Regions from separate parts of the Mus musculus genome. Here region 1 is linked to region 2. A link is a contact called in public HiChIP or PLAC-seq data. All regions are on one chromosome and are shown on one strand. Each heading gives the region's core, a stretch centred on a gene start, on an enhancer-like site or on the middle of the called end of the contact. The rest is flanking DNA. Distances are from core to core; before and after follow the strand shown.

What was found. HiChIP or PLAC-seq counts read pairs in DNA pulled down with a chosen protein or histone mark.
Region 1: a contact with region 2 is called in a FOXA1 HiChIP or PLAC-seq map of pancreatic cancer cells. The contact joins the enhancer-like site here to the promoter of Inpp4b in region 2. A contact is called at or near these places in 4 of 39 promoter capture datasets (the 3T3-L1 cell line, the HPC-7 cell line, HPC-7-derived erythroid cells and 2 more), 6 of 484 Hi-C or Micro-C datasets (CD4 T cells, Th1 cells, cerebellum and 2 more), 7 of 115 datasets of contacts at active chromatin or transcription factors (astrocytes, cardiomyocytes, effector CD8 T cells and 4 more) and 3 of 9 other capture datasets (adipose tissue, macrophages and pancreatic islet).

What each region holds. Positions count from the first base shown.
Region 1 is chr8:81,865,559-81,868,665 of GRCm38.p6, reverse strand. The region is part of intron 8 of Inpp4b (inositol polyphosphate-4-phosphatase, type II); the gene reads right to left. Among named protein-coding and RNA genes, the nearest start is that of Gm25267, 290 kb to the left of the region's middle. Within about 2 kb of position 1,460, at least 62 of the 459 cell types and tissues checked have an H3K27ac peak or open chromatin away from gene starts, as enhancers often do. A contact at or near this core is called in pancreatic cancer cells, where this site is marked.
Region 2 is chr8:81,341,302-81,344,260 of GRCm38.p6, reverse strand. Inpp4b (inositol polyphosphate-4-phosphatase, type II) reads right to left here and starts at 1,699. Exons shown (of 25, transcript NM_001024617.3): 1 at 1,464-1,699. It overlaps Gm51582 (classical arabinogalactan protein 9-like), which reads left to right and starts at 1,608. Exons shown (of 2, transcript XM_030243908.1): 1 at 1,608-2,007. The coding sequence starts at 1,619.

The sequences.
Region 1 (3,107 bases), core at 211-2,710, 520 kb before region 2:
TATAAGCTCTGCCTTAAGGTGTGTTTGCCATGTGCTTGATCACAGCACCAAAACAACAACAACAACAACAAAAACAAAAGCCTTTTTTTACACAGCTGTGAGCAGTGTGCGGGTCACACAAACTGTGTTCCTATCTACAGATTCGTGTCCATTTTCATCTGGATGACTATATTGTCAAATGCCGACACCTGTCTCAATTCTTGCCTTCTTTTAAGCACACCAATCTCTTTAACTGGGCTTCACTCCTCACAAGGTCTGTGAGCATCATTCTACAGACCTGAGTATCGCACCTGTTGCTTTCAGAGGTGGAGTCATTGTTATGCTTGGATTTTTACTAGCAACAAGAAAATGCATAGGACACACAGCAAGTGCATTGTCTGACGTTATTTAAAGAACTGTAGCAAAATCTTGCAACACTCATTTTAGTCTAGACCAACTACCATTCTAGCCACTACTTTGCTCTCTCAGAGTTCTGGAGGCTGTAGTGTGAACTTATAGTACCAGAGTGGCTAAATTCTGCAGGGGGCTCTCATTTGGCTTGCAGTTGGCTGCCTTCAGCTATGTCCTCACACAGGGAAAGGGAACAAGTTCTCAGCACCTCCTATGTGAATGCAAATCCCAGGAATCTCCCAGCCTATCAACCCATAAAGACCCCACGTTGCCTTCCACACATGGCATCTGTTGTGTCACACAACACTTGGAAGACTTCTCGCCAAGGAACCATTATTCAATGTTTGGTACACTTAGACTGTCTCACAGAGAATTTTGTACTCACGTAGACATTTATTATGTTTTACAAAATAATCAAATACAGAGTATATATCACTTTATACATATTGTTTATATGTGGTGAGAACATCAGATTATATAGGATATATAGATATCTGTCTTCTAACCACATAGTTATCCCTGAGAATCATGAGCTTAAGTAATAACTGCCCAAGAAGCAGAGTAGCCCAGAGCCCTTTGGAGTATCATTCTCTGATTTACTTCATTGTGAGGGCAGTGTATGACAAAGGCAAGAATGTATTAATCAGCCTAGGATCAATTAAATCCCATTTTTGAAAAAAGAGAAAAAAAAAACAAAACAAAACAGAAAGCAAATGTGGTCTAGGTTTTATGGAAATCTCAGATTGATGCTCCTAACCGTAATAGTGTGCAGTGTTCATTATAGACTGTGTAACAGGCACTATTACAATTGCATCACATTCAATATATCTAAAAATATAAACTACCTGATATTCTTAGCTCCAGTTACAGGCATTTTTTGTGAGACTTTCTGAGAACCCAAACTAGTGCCTCTGTTTCTCCATTCCTAAAACTTCTTTAAAGTAACCAACATGCCAGTCCTACAGTCTGCTGCAGAATCTCATGAGTCACATGGATGTGGTGACTGAACACAGATGACTCAAAAATTGAAGAGAAAACTCTCCCGGAGTGACTACTCATGTGTAATTATAACTCATTGCTTTGCTCTCCGCTTTCAGGCTCCCCCACGGCTGCATGAGTAACCTGAAGCCTCTGCTTAAAACCAATCCCAGTTAACATGTCTGGAAAGTTCTCTGATTCTTTCTGACTCACCTCCTTGCAGGAGGGCACAGGACAGAAAGGCTAGCTCTCTCTGAAGACAGAAGTGCAAGATGTAAAAATAGGAAAAACACATTTACAGAAAGGGCACATATTCCCATTTTTAGTCTCTCTGATCATAAAATTCAAATAAAATGTTGCCTCCTGTATTATTTTATATTCAGGACTGGGCATTTTGACATTCTAAGACTTCAAAGACATTGCAAAGATAATCTGTCAGGAACTACTACAATTCCATAATAAATATTATAAGATGAGCCAGATGTATTTTTACAATTTTCCTCATTCTACAGTCTTCATTTCACTTACAACTTTTGCCAATCTATTCTTCAAGTGACTTTGTAATGAAAAAACAAAAATAACAAAACATAGCCATTAAGTAGTATCTGATTCATGATGAAGGTTTCGGAGACAAAGATGACATGGGAGAAAAATTCCCTCCTTGTGATCAAATGATAAGCTCATTGACGTTAAACCTGGCACATGCATGTATAATTTAGCTCTCTTACTGGTGTTATTCTCGGAACTAGATAGGTTGGAGAATTTAAGCAAAGTAATTAGTTCCTGGTGACAGTAACTTCTTTCGTTAGAGTCTCAACTGATCCTTCCGTGCTCTTAAATGCCAATGCACTCATGCCCTGCAGAAATCCATCTGTACTGGAACTAGTGGCCAATCTCAGAAGCCAAGGCATTTAGTGTCTGTGGGCAATTTGCCCAACAACAACCTTAGGAGACCACTCTCCTATTTACCATGCAAGCCCCTGATAAATCTTCAATTTGATTTTAGATAAGAGAACAGCATTTTCCATGCAAATGTAATAAGTTCCAAATACTTTGACAAGTAACTCACTCATCTGACTACAGGCAAGGCTGACAGTAGACATCTCCCACTGTAGCATGGCATTGAGGAAAATAACCCTGTTATGGTGGTTTTAACTGTGTTTATTTACACATTTATTTATTTTGTGGTGCTGAGCAGTTGCCATGTGCCTGAATGTGGGTACAAATATCATGCCTGAGAAAGGACAGCTTGCTGGAACTGCTTCTCTCTTTCCAGCGTGTAGGCCCATAAAATCAAACTTAGGTTGTCAGGATTAGCAGCAAGCACCTTCACCTACTGAGCCAGATTCCTGGCCCCTTAGCTATGATTCTATTAGAAGCCAGTAAGATCGCATTCCACAACAGCAGTACTCACTGAATTCCAGTTAGTGAGTCAACACGGAGGTCCTGGACTCAAGAGGCTGTCAGAGGAAACAAGGTTTACAAAGGAAGGTCATTCCCCTGTGCTCCCAGCCTGTACTTTCAATCACTCTTACATGTGAATATTAAATAGGACAGATAATTAATCAACAGAAAATCCAAAGATAGCCTCATGGGAAACAGCTAAGAGCTGGTGACCTTCTTGTGACTGCTCAGACTCTTATTAGCTGGGCTGGATCATAAATGATGAGCTCAAAGGAAAGACAAGAAGGAAATCGTTGGTCAAAAGGAAATTGAGTCAATTGGAAGCCATGGATATG
Region 2 (2,959 bases), core at 450-2,949:
TCTGTGCGAACAAGTCCTCTAAATGTAGATGTACACCTATAAAAGGGGCCACCTAGTGCCCATCATAGGAGAGATGAACTCATCCCTGTCTTCTGCTCTTTCATGTATTTTATAGAGCTACACCTTTATAAATAACTTCTTTCAGACTGAAGGGAAATGTAAGCAAAATGTAATACCCACATAATGACCTCAAATGTCATTTTGGAAAGAGCAAGGAAGCCAGAATCAGGAGAAAGAAAAACATAAAGTAAGATGAACAAAGAAGACATTCTACATCATTTAGACCAGCGTGACTGAATGTCCCGCAGGGTTTCCCTGGTAAGTTGACGCTGCAGGAACCACATAATCAACTGAGCATCCTTTCCCTTAACAAACCTCGGTCCCCTAACAGCACTGCTGCCTCTCTCTCCTCTGGGGTTTTTCCAATAAGTTTTGTGTGGCTGCAACTATCTCATCAATATGCACATCCCTACCTATAAAGCTTCTGTCTCCAAACAGAAACCTCTGGGTGTCCTCTGGGGCAGAAACCACCTCCCCTGAGGGAAGCAAAATCAAAGGTGGAGAGGGGCAAACACCGGTGCCTCTGGTTCTCGCATCACCTAGAGCTAGCCAGTTGCAAGCCTGAAAGTCCATACTAGCAGCAGGCTCCTGGGTTTGCTCAGGACCCTTGTCCTGCTAGAGGGGCCAGATAAGCTCAAGTAGGCTGTAGTGCAAATTTGAGACTCCAGAGGAGCCTCTCATCACCCACTCTTACTTTGAAGCCCTGATTTTCTAACTCTTTCTTGACTTCTCTTTGGGGTAGGTAGAACATGAAGGTAGCCTAGGGGTAACAGGCCTGACTTGGGGGGGTGGTGTTGGGGGGACGGAGAGGGCAGGAGTTGCTGAAGGTGGGGCTGGAGATAGCCATGAAAAGAGAGCTCTTTAGGCAACTGCAACCCCAGCATGCCTTCCTTGTTCTAAGGACCAGGACCACTTCCTCTGAAGCAGGAGACAGCCAGTGACTGGGACTAGGGTTGAGAAGCAGTCCCTAAGCACTCCAGGTCGCTGCAGCACCTTTTAAGAACAGCTCAAAGGGACCATAAGCTGGGCCAGAACTCAGTGTCACCTGGGAGTTGGAACTCATATGTGTGTGCGTGTGTGTGTGTGTGTGTGTGTGTGTGTGTGTGTGTGTGTGTGGTGTTCACCCCAGACCAAGCGAGCTCCACTAGACAGTAATCAGGGTCACAGGGGTACCACCAGCAGCCAGGGTCCCTGGGAAGCAAGGCTGAAGGGACGATCTTGGCTGCAAGCTGGGAAACTTGATAAGAAACACACCAGCTGTCTCTCAGGCAGGACGTACTCCCCACCACCACCACCCTGAACTGTCCGATGCGCACGACTACAGCCTATGGATTCACCCATCCTCACCCTCCGCACCCTGCAAAATTCCCTCCCGAGCCCCAGGATCCCAGGCAGGATGTTACCTCTTGCAGAGGCTGAGTAGGGGGCGATAGCAGCGGCAGACACTTTTCAGGATGACTTTCCTGCGTTCTCCAGTGAAAGCGTGTGCGCCCAAGCAGAAGCTGTAACCTGCTATTTATAGCGGCGAGCTCAGCACCCGGGGCTGGGAACCCGGAGGATGGTAGCGTGCAGGGCGCGGGCCGAGCCTCCCCGCTCCCCGCTCCCTGCTCTGGGCTGGCAGCTCACGCTCCGCCCGCCGCCCCGCAGCGCGCGCCCGGGAGAAGTTGCTCCTCGCCCGCAGCTCACACGCCCCCTGGCACTGTCGCCACGTCCCCACCCCCAACGCCCTGCCTCTCTTCCTCCTCGTCTTAGGCTCACTCCCTCGGAGCGGTCTCCTCCCAATGTCACCAACCAGCCACCAAAGAGGAACAGCAGCAGTCTCGCAACTGGTGCAGCTCGCCTCCCTGCCACAGATGGAGTTGGTGGCCCGACCGCACAGCTCGAAATGACCACAACACGCTGCTTCTGTTTACTGACACCCACCACTCAGACTCTGCTGTCTCTGGGGTCAGCTGCCAATCCTGGGGTGCGGGATCACAGGGGCGAAGCGCGCGGGGCGGGGGGGGGGGGGGGCAAGGCAATCACAATGCGACCCGGACAGGAGAAGAGACTGCAGAAGGCGGAAATGTAAAAGGATGTGAGAAGGTAGCTCAGACTAGTCCCCACTGACTGTCCCTGGGAGGAGGATTGGGCGTTAGAGGAGTGTGAAGCGCTGTCCCACGTTCTGGTGACTTCTGCGTGTCACGGTCCTGAGAACTGCTTCTCCCTTGCCAGTGTTTTCCCCTAGACCCAGACTGAGCAGACCTGGGCACAGGGGCAGCCCACAGCCACTCCCCACCTTGCAGAGTGCCTAAGTGTTCCCAACCACCAGGCTCATGCCTTTGACAGCCTGGTTGTGTGGAGACAATCCGCCCTCGGTGTGTTTGAGGTGTCAGAAAATTTTGGTGTGTAATCACGCTGTCTGGAAAGAGACTGAAACTCCCCCACTTCCTCGCGAACAAACCCGAGGGGTGAGGGGTAGTCTGGATAGTCCGGCCTGTGGGGGTGGGGCAAATGACTCTCTCCATCTGCGCCTTACAGGTGCCACCTGGCGGCTTTCCTAGAGAGGTTTTGTCCACTCTGCTCAGAGGTAATTCTTCTCAGAGCTTACCCACAAAGGCACACTAGTCCTTTTTCTTCCTTGCAACCCTTTAAACTGGCACTCTAAATAAAGTAAAAACGCGTGTACACAAGTGTGACATTTGTCACACAAAGAGCCTGGAATCTTAAAGTCAGTGAAATCAATTTGGGTTAAGGCAGTGCTTAACAGTATTACAGTATTACAAAATGGGAAGCTGTGTCTGCCCCCAGCTGTCACCCCTGCTGTCACTGCCTGAATCGAGACATCCATTTACTTCCCAAGTATTTGCTACTAGATATTATCTTTGTTGATGAGGGCAGGGAGTTTGATGGTTTAAAT